Linked DNA regions of Pan troglodytes: region 1 is linked to region 2. A link is a contact called in public HiChIP or PLAC-seq data. All regions are on one chromosome and are shown on one strand. The core of a region is the stretch at or near the end of the contact, and the rest is flanking DNA. Distances in the headings are between cores, read along the strand shown. Region 1 holds the start of SRGAP1 (SLIT-ROBO Rho GTPase activating protein 1). Region 2 holds the start of XPOT (exportin for tRNA).

The links. HiChIP or PLAC-seq counts read pairs in DNA pulled down with a chosen protein or histone mark.
Region 1: a contact with region 2 is called in an H3K4me3 HiChIP or PLAC-seq map of stem cell-derived excitatory neurons, with 6 times the contacts expected there. The contact joins the promoter of SRGAP1 here to the promoter of XPOT in region 2. A contact is called at or near these places in 1 of 7 Hi-C or Micro-C datasets (stem cell-derived neural progenitor cells), 1 of 1 datasets of contacts at active chromatin or transcription factors (stem cell-derived excitatory neurons) and 1 of 1 other capture datasets (stem cell-derived neural stem cells).

The regions. Positions count from the first base shown.
Region 1 is chr10:32,192,494-32,196,890 of NHGRI_mPanTro3-v2.0_pri, reverse strand. SRGAP1 (SLIT-ROBO Rho GTPase activating protein 1) reads left to right here and starts at 3,015. Exons shown (of 21, transcript XM_016923110.4): 1 at 3,015-4,226. The coding sequence starts at 4,160.
Region 2 is chr10:31,640,711-31,645,138 of NHGRI_mPanTro3-v2.0_pri, reverse strand. XPOT (exportin for tRNA) reads left to right here and starts at 2,862. Exons shown (of 25, transcript XM_016923101.4): 1 at 2,862-3,389.

The sequences.
Region 1 (4,397 bases), core at 1,766-4,265, 550 kb before region 2:
GATAGCTTTCTATTAGGAAGAGTAAAACTAAGATAATAATTGTAAAGATAACTAATACTCACTGGGTGTATACCATGGCCTACAAGTACTTTTAAGGGTTTATCTCATTAAGTGCTTATAACATCCCCAGGACTTAGGCATTAACCAATTTTACAGATAAGGAAAATTTGTAACCCATTTTACAAACTAAGGCCTAGAGAGAATAGTAATTTTTACCAGATCCCTTAGGAAACAGCAGATTTAGGATTCACCTCTGGGCACCCTGTCTCTGGGGCTTGTTTGCAACACACTGATTTAGGTCTAGACTCAGGCAACAATTCATTTCTAGGTGCTGCAATCTCTGCTGTCAACTTGTGCTTCCCAGGTGCAAATATGAAACAAATCCCAACAGCATCATGGATATGAATCCCATTTAGATGTGACTATGATTATCACCTAAGTGGGCTGCCTGCCTGGTCTCTCTTTCTCTATGGCTAACCCATCCTTCTACACTGCCAACAGTTATCTTTATAAAACACAAATCTGATCGTAATACTTCTCTACTTAAAAGGCTCCCTGCTGTCTGCAGAACTGTGTCCAAGATCTTAGCATGGCACAGGAGGACTCTCCCAGCTGGCCCTGACCTTCCTTCCAGCCTCTGCTTTCTCTTCACCGTACACTCTTACATAAGACAGCTCCACGTGAAATTAGGGCAGCCAGGGGTGCCATAGTATAACTGCCTGTGTGGTAAAATGAAAAAAAGACTAAAAAAAAAACTTAAAAAAAAATTGGCATATTTTCTTTACATATATTCTGTTGCTATAAAGTAAAAAAACTTGCTAAAATTAGTTTTTAAAAAAGCAGTGCAATTAACAATGTCCACATACCCACATACTATCAGCTGACACATGCATATACATATATTATAATGTTTTACATTATTTTTCACCATCTATCAGAGATCTGGTATCTTAGTGGAAGATATCTTGTCACTCTATTTGCAATTCCTCTAGAGTGTAACACTCTTCCTTTTCCCTGGAATGCATCCCTTTTCCTCCCTGAAGTTGCCAGCTACTTACTATTCATCCTTTAAATCCAGCTCAAAACCACTCCTCTGCGAACTCTTACACCCAATCCTCTTATGCAGTCTGTTTTTCCATCCCCAGTGCTCCCAAGACTGGGAGTATTTCTATCTCTTACAGCATTATTGTACTGCTTGTAATTATTTATTTATACAGTAATAGACTGCATGATCCTTTCCGGCAGTCTTAATCTTTGAATCCCTAGTTCCTAGCTTGGTGTTTGGCACACAGTTAAGAACTGGAGAGCCAATCACTGGATACATGAAAGAATGATCGAAGTCTAAAAGTCCCTACTTTCTTTAGATCTTATGGGGAAAACACTTGAGGGGACACACCTTTGGACACATCATTTTGATAAATCAGGCCCATAATATTTGAGAATTGATTTGAAAGGAGTCAGTAAATATCTCAAGTGGTGTGAGTCAAAAAGGCTAACAGAACCAGGTGTGGTGGCTGATGCTTGTAATCCCAGTGCTTTGGGAGGCTGAGGTTGGAGGATTTTTTTTTTTTTTTTTTTTTTTGAGAAGGAGTCTCCCTCTGTCGCCCAGGCTGGAGTGCAGTGGTGCAATCTTGGCTCACTGCAACCTCCACCTCCTGGGTTCAAGCGATTCTCCTGCCTCCGCCTCCTGAGTAGCTGGGATTATAGGCACATGCCACCATGCCCGGCTAAGTTTTATATTTTTAGTAGAGATGGGGTTTCACCATGTTGGCCAGGCTGGTCTCGGACTCTTGACCTTGTGATCTGCCCACCTCGGCCTCCCAAAGTGCTGGGATTACTGGTGTAAACCACCGTGCCCAGCCAGAATCTTTTGAGGCCAGGAGTTTGAGACCAGCCTGGGCCATACAGCAAGGCTTCATCTCTACAAAAAAGTAAAAATAATAAAAAAAAATTTAAAAGGCTGGCAAGGATGGATTTAAAGTACTTAACACAACACCTGAACCATGCAAAGATGGCAAGGTAAATTCTTCGTTATATTGTTCAAAAAGAGACTAGAGTTTGAGACCAACCTGGACAACATAGGGAGACCCCCGTCTGTACTAAAATGAAAACAAACAAACAAATAAAATAAAAAGAGACTAGACACGATAGATCTTGTAAAAGGTATCTATTAAAAACGTGGCCGGGCGCCGTGGCTCACACCTGTAATCCTACCACTTTGGGAGGCCGAGGTGAGTGGATCACTTGAGGTCAGGAGTTCAAGACCAGCCTGGCCAACATGGCAAAACCCTGTTTCTACTGAAGATACAAAAATTACCCAGGCACGGTGGCGGGCGCCTGTAGTCACACCTACTCTGGAGGCTGAGCCAGGAGAATCACTTGAACCCGGGAGGCGGAGGTTGCAGTGAGCGGAGCTCGTGCCGCTGCACTCCAGCCTGGGCGAGAGTGAGACCCCGTCTCAAAAAAAACCCCCAAAAAACAAAATCAAAAAACAAAAACAAAAACAACCGTAAAAGTACTAAGTGCAATGTAGTGTCCTGTGTTGGATCTTGGAAAAGAAAAAATGACACTAGTCGAAAAAATTGGTAAAATTGGAATAATATCTGGAGTTTAGTAAATAAATAAGCTAACAACGCCGTTAAGTGTGACGTGTTTCCATACCATCGCTTTCCCACCATCCTAGCTTCCCTAGCTACTGTAGGAATAGAGGATATGGTGTTCAAGGTGGGTGTTTTTCTCCGCCTCGACTGAAGAGCTTCGCGCTCTTTGGATTAACAGCCAGGTCATTCACAATTCAGTGTTCAGTTTTTCTATTGGGGTCCAGCGTCTCGGAGTAACATCCCTTTGTGTCATGGATACATCCAACTCTGGACTTCCCCATTAGATTCTGGCAAAAGCCCCACCAGAGCCCCCGCCAGAGCCAGAAGGCGGTCCCTCAGGTCAGGAAGGGGTTTTCCTGCCGCCGGAGCCGCGACCTCGGCCAGCGGTGGAGCGGGGCTTCGGCGGAGGGAGGTGCGGGGCCTCGGCGGAGGGAGGTGCCGGGGGCGCCGCCCACGGCCTCCTGGGCTCGGCGCGCGGGGCCGGGCTGCGGTTGGCCACAAGAGGCATCCATCTTCCCGGACCAGCCAGGCGTTTCCTAGCGGAGCAGGGGCGGGGGCTTGGACGGAGAAGGGCACAGGCCGGAGCGCGGTCCGCTCCCGCGAGCCTGGCCCCGCCTGGCGGAGCCCCGAGGAGCCACCGCCCGCAGATCGCTAGCCGGGCGCCCGCGAGGCGCGAGCCGTGTGCGCACCCTCAACTTTGCTGCCGCCGGGGGCGCGGCTCCCGCGTGCGTGTGCGAGTGTGCCTGTCACTAGCGGCCTCCTGGGGGCAGCAGCGGAAAGGGGGACGCAGAGAAAGGCAGCCTCGGCGCACCGCGGCCAGGGAGGCAGAGGCCCCTCGCGGCGCCGGCTCTGGAGACCTAAACTCCGCCGCGGCTGTGCCCAGGGCGCGTCTGAGCGTCGCCGCCTTCACCCTCTCAGCAGCAGCGGGGACTCGCGTCAGGACTGCGTTTCCTTTCGCCTGCCGAGCTGTAGCGGCAGTGTCTGCGGGCAGAGGAGCGGCGGCCGTGGCAGCAGCATCCCCAGCCCGGGCGGGACCCTTGAGCGCCGGAGCCGGCAGCTGGAGGCAGGAAGGGAGGGTTGTGGCGCCCGAGCGGGGCGCGTTCCCAGCGCCTGCCCTCCGCCGCTGGCCCTGTGCCGGGCGCCCGGTGCGGGTCTCGAACAATGGTGCGGAGCGCCGGCGCGAGCCCCGCGCCCGCCCAGCGGCCGTAGAGGAAGTGGCCGGGCTCCCGGCGAGGTGGGCAGGGAGACGTCCCCCGCCACTCGCTGGCTGGAGTTTGCCTGCGCGTCCGGCCTCTCTAGCCGCGACCCCGGGGATCCCCTGGGATTATCGACGGAGCTCAATTTCGAGAGTATGGTGCCAGCGTCCGGGCTAATCTAGTCCTCTCTACTCGCTCCTTTTCCCCTCCTCCTACTTCTCCTCTCCCTCCTCCCTTCCCTCGGGTCGGCGCTGCCTCTGGATTGCCTGCGTGTGGGAGTACAACTCTGCCTCTCCAAGGAGAACGGGTTGTGACCACTGAACAAAACTTGCCCATTGAAAGCAAACCCGGAACAGCTGGATAATGTCCACCCCGAGCCGATTCAAGAAGGACAAAGAGATCATAGCCGAGTATGAAAGTCAAGTCAAAGGTAAGGATGGGAGCGGCTGCCTTGCTCCTTTTGTGTGCCTTCTTGTCATTGTGCTCGTGGAGTTGCGTTTCTAACTTGGTGTCTGCGTGGGAGGAAGGTGGTGAGGGGACAGCTCGAGCCCTGGCTGAGCCACCTGGGCTTCCTACAAGCCAGTTAGTTCCCAGTTGCAAT
Region 2 (4,428 bases), core at 1,613-4,112:
GAAGTAGCCATAAAATGAATTTACAAACAAAACAGCAAGTAAAGACATCTATAATACGATAGATTGAATTGCCATATTCTTTAGGATGAGGCTGGAATATGCTGAACATACAGATTGCAGAGGCACTCAGCCCAAGATTAGTATTGGGCCTTCATACTCCACAGTTGATCATCACAGCTAATATAAGAATTCATGCAATGATTCAGTTATTGAGTTGAAACTAGCAGGCTGGCACTGTGCTAGACTTGAAAGATATACTGAAATAGGTAGGGCAGAAATCCTAGCCTGAGATTTTTTTTCTTAGAAAGAAACATTCAATAGCAACTTGTGAAAAAAGCCATGTCTGTGTCTCCAGCAGCAGTGAAACAAGATGGTGGATCCCCTCACCATTAACCCCCATATGGAAAGGGTATATGTAATTCAGAAGGGATGTGTATTATGTCTGTTCTCACACTGCTATAAAGGAATGCCTGGGACTGGGTAATTTATAAAGGAAAGAGATTTAATTGACTCACAGTACCTCAGGGCTGAGGAGGCCTCAGGAAACTTACAATCATGGCAGAAGGGGAAGCAAACACATCATTCTTCACATGGCGGCAGGGGAGAGAAGAATGAGTGCCCAGCAAAGGGGGAAGCCCCTTATAAAACCATCGGATCTCATGAAAACTCACTATTACGAGAACAGGGTGGGGGAAACCAACCCCATGATTCAATTATATCCACCTGATCCCGCCCATGACATGAGGGGATTATGGGAATTACAATTCAAGATGAGATTTGGGTGGAGACACAGCCAAACCACATCAGGATGTGTAGACAACTGAAGTACAATAACATCAAGGCTGTTTTGACGTAAGGGCAGAATTTACAGTATGTGCTCTCACACAACTTGAAGTCTTAGAGGCCTTCCGGGAACAGGGTTAATCAGAAACCAACATGGCAGATTAGTACCAAAGATGGAGTTACTTTAGCTTCCAGATTCCACCCATCAATCCAGCTCTTACAGTTTCACTCGCCCTCCTATTTGGAGATGGTCCCTGAGCTTTTAGGGAGGGTGGTTTCATATGATATAGCTTTAGCAGCAGCGCCCTAGCAGTGGAAAACAGATTGGGCCCAGAGAGATTCCAAATGAGGGAGATTCACAGGCTTTGTTGAATTATCTCTAGTCTTGAGAGTACCATGACTTTGGTTTTCTCAGAAGTAAAACAAGAGATACTTCTTGTTTATAATTAATTTGAATAATTAATAATTTGAATAGTAGAAACATAATGCATGCAAGGATTACAATCAAAAGAAAATTTGTATGCCAGAACAACAAAGAACCTATTTCGTTGGGAAGCCAACTGAGAGCAGCGTGAAGAAAATTAAGGCCTGACACAGGGACTCACACTCGTAATTCCAACACTTTGGGAGGCTGAGGTGGGAGGTTCATTTGAGCCTGGGAGTTAGAGATCAGCCTGGGCAACAGAGCAAGTCCCCATCTCTACAAAAACAAACAAAAATAGCCAGGTATGATGGTATGCACCTGTAGTCCCAGCTCCTTGGGCGGCTGAGGCAGGAGGATTGCTTGAGCCCAGGAGGTCAAGGCTGCAGTGAGCTATGACCACTCTACTCCAGACTGGGTAACAGAGCGAGACCCTTTCTCTAAAAACAAGAAAAAATTAAAACCCAGTTCTCCTTTAGCGACATCTTGTAGCCACTAGCCTGACATTTTAAACACATAAATTAGAAACATGATGCAAGAGTGATTCAAGGTATTTTATATAGGAAATGCCTGGTGTAGTGTCTTGGACAGCTAAATAAAGGTAGCTGTTAAAACATTAGTTTTATTCTATGCTCTTACCATTCCTCCCTCTCCAAGTTTTGTTTGTAGTCTGTGGCAGCAACCTAGTCTGTATTTAGTACATATTGAATAATCAACAATGAAATGTAAATATTGAGCACATTGTGTGTCAAACAGATGTATTAACTCAAACCTCACAGAAACCCTTTGAGGTCGGTACTATTAACAATCCCCATTTTACATACGAGTAAACTGAAGCATGGATAGACTAAAGTGCCTGAGGTCAACTAGTGAGGAGGCGGAGTGGCAGTCAAGTCGAGGCAGCCTAAGCCTACACTGCCTCTATGTTGCATTAATAAATTAATAAATCTGTGACCAAATAAATGAAGTGACATTTAGTAGCATGGAAAGATCCCGTGAGTAGGACTTCCTAAGAATGCTCTCCTTCTTTTCATGGACAAAATTTTAGTCTGTTTAAAATAAATTTTGGACCGGACACCGTGGCTCACGCCTGTAATCCCAGTACTTTGGGAGGCCGAGGCAGGTGATCACTTGAGGTCAGGAGTTCGAGATCAGCCTGTCCAACATGGTGCAACCCTGTCTCTACGAAAAATACAAAAATTCGCTGGGCATGGTGGCGCGCGCCTGTCATCCCAGCTACTCAGGAGGCTGATGCAGGAGAACTGCTTGAACCCCGGAGGCGGAGGTTGCAGTGAGCCAAGATCTCGCCATTGCACCCCATCCTGGGCGACAGAGCGAGACTCCGTCTCAAAGAATAAATAAATAAATAAATAAATTAATTAATTTTGAAAACCTGTCAGCACTCATCAGAGCTTTACACTGCTGTACTCGGGACACTTGGGGCCGTAGACAAGCAATTAAATTGACTCACACGTGGTTAGAACCACGTCATCCTGATTCGTGAATCCGTACTCTCAACTACTAGAAGCCCTTTGTGGAATGCACGGGGCGAACCTGACGCTTGAGCTCTGACACCACGCAGACACAGCCGGGGATTTAGGAGCTGGGTAGGGACTCCTGGGCCGGATGCCTCATCCCGGCATGCACCTCAAGCCCCGGCGACCACGCCTTCCGGCGAGCGCCAGGGAGCGCGTGTGCGCCTCGCCGCCCGGAAGCGCCGCCCGCTCGCTGCATGCTGGGAGTTGTAGGCCTCCGGCGTCAGCCCGCGGGCTGCCGCCCGCACTCTCCATGAGACTGCTGGCGCCGGCGCCCGCCCGCGCGGCACCGACGCGGGGAGCGCGCTTCGCGCTGACTCAGCGGCGGCGGCGGCTGCGGCGGCGGCGGCGGCGTTAGCCGGCCCTCGCGCTCTTTCCCTTCCTGGGGCGCCGACCCCGCCCGCTTGCTTGCTTGCTTGCTTGCCTGCCTGCCTGCCCGGCGCCACGCAAGAGAAGGTGCCAGGGGACGCGGAGCGACTAGAGGCGCGCGGTCCCGGCCAGCTCCGTCTCTGGCGTTGTAGCTGCGGCCGTGGCGGAGGACTACGGCGACAAGGACGAGGGCCGCTCCCCCAGCTCTCTGCGTGCCGCGCCGCTCCGCTGGCTGACCATCTGGAGTGCAGGCTGGGAGGCGGGATGGAGTGATAGGGAAGGTGACTCGGGGCTCGGGGGCAGCGGGACCGGGACCAGGTTTGGTCCGCGTGAGGCTTCGAGGAAGTTGGCCGGGGCGGACCGGCCCGGGGGAGTCCCGACGCCAGGGAGGGTGCAGGCTTGGGACCCTCTATGGCGGTGCACCCCCTGGCTGGGCGGACCGGGTGGGGGTGGATACGAGCCGGGGCCGCCGCCGAGGAGCGCGTCCCGAGTGCGTGGCCGGCCGTTGCTTGGTGTTTCATCACCCGAATTGCCACGAGGCTTCCTTTAGGGGAGGGATCGGGGGAGGGATGGGAGCAAGGCTAGCAGAGGAGGGTCGGCATCGCCTGTGGTTCCGAAGCCCGTTAGTCATCGTTGTAGCGTTATCAACTGTGGAGACCTCAAACTTGATTCTCCCCCCACCCCTGGCCAAAAAGGAAAAGTGTTATTTCTGTGCAGTAATTGGCCAGCACGGACGCTCCATTTCTTCTCAAACCTTCCTCACCATCCTGCAGGACTAGAGAAGCATGAGGTTTCCCTGTAACCAGAAAAACGAGTACTTTTTGAAAGTGCTAATTAGTTGTGGCGGGCGGGGGTTGGGGGAGAGTTACGTTTTATTAAACCGACTTGTCAGCGTGGTGTTAAAAGGCTGGAAAGATTCAGTCGTAGTATTTGAAACAGTCTTAAGTAGGTGTAGAGGAATTTTTCCAAATTGTTTGATTCTTAATGGCTATCCAGGAAAAGTTAAGGCTTAATATTTTAAGTATGTTGCTTGCCTTCCCCCCAGAACCTTTGCAAGATGCATAATTGTTTACCGTATTGAAACATTCTTTGGGGTTTTGTTGTTGTTTTGAGACGGAGTCTCGCTCGGTCGCCCAGGCTGCAGTGCAGTGGTGCCATCTTGGCTCACTGCAACCTCTGCCTCCCAGGTTCAAGTGATTCTACAGCCTCAGCCTCCCGAGTAGCTCTATTACAGGTGCGCCCCGCCACACCTGGCTACTTTTTGTATTTTTCGTAGAGATGGAGTTTCACCGTGTTAGCCAGGATGGTCTCGATCTCTTG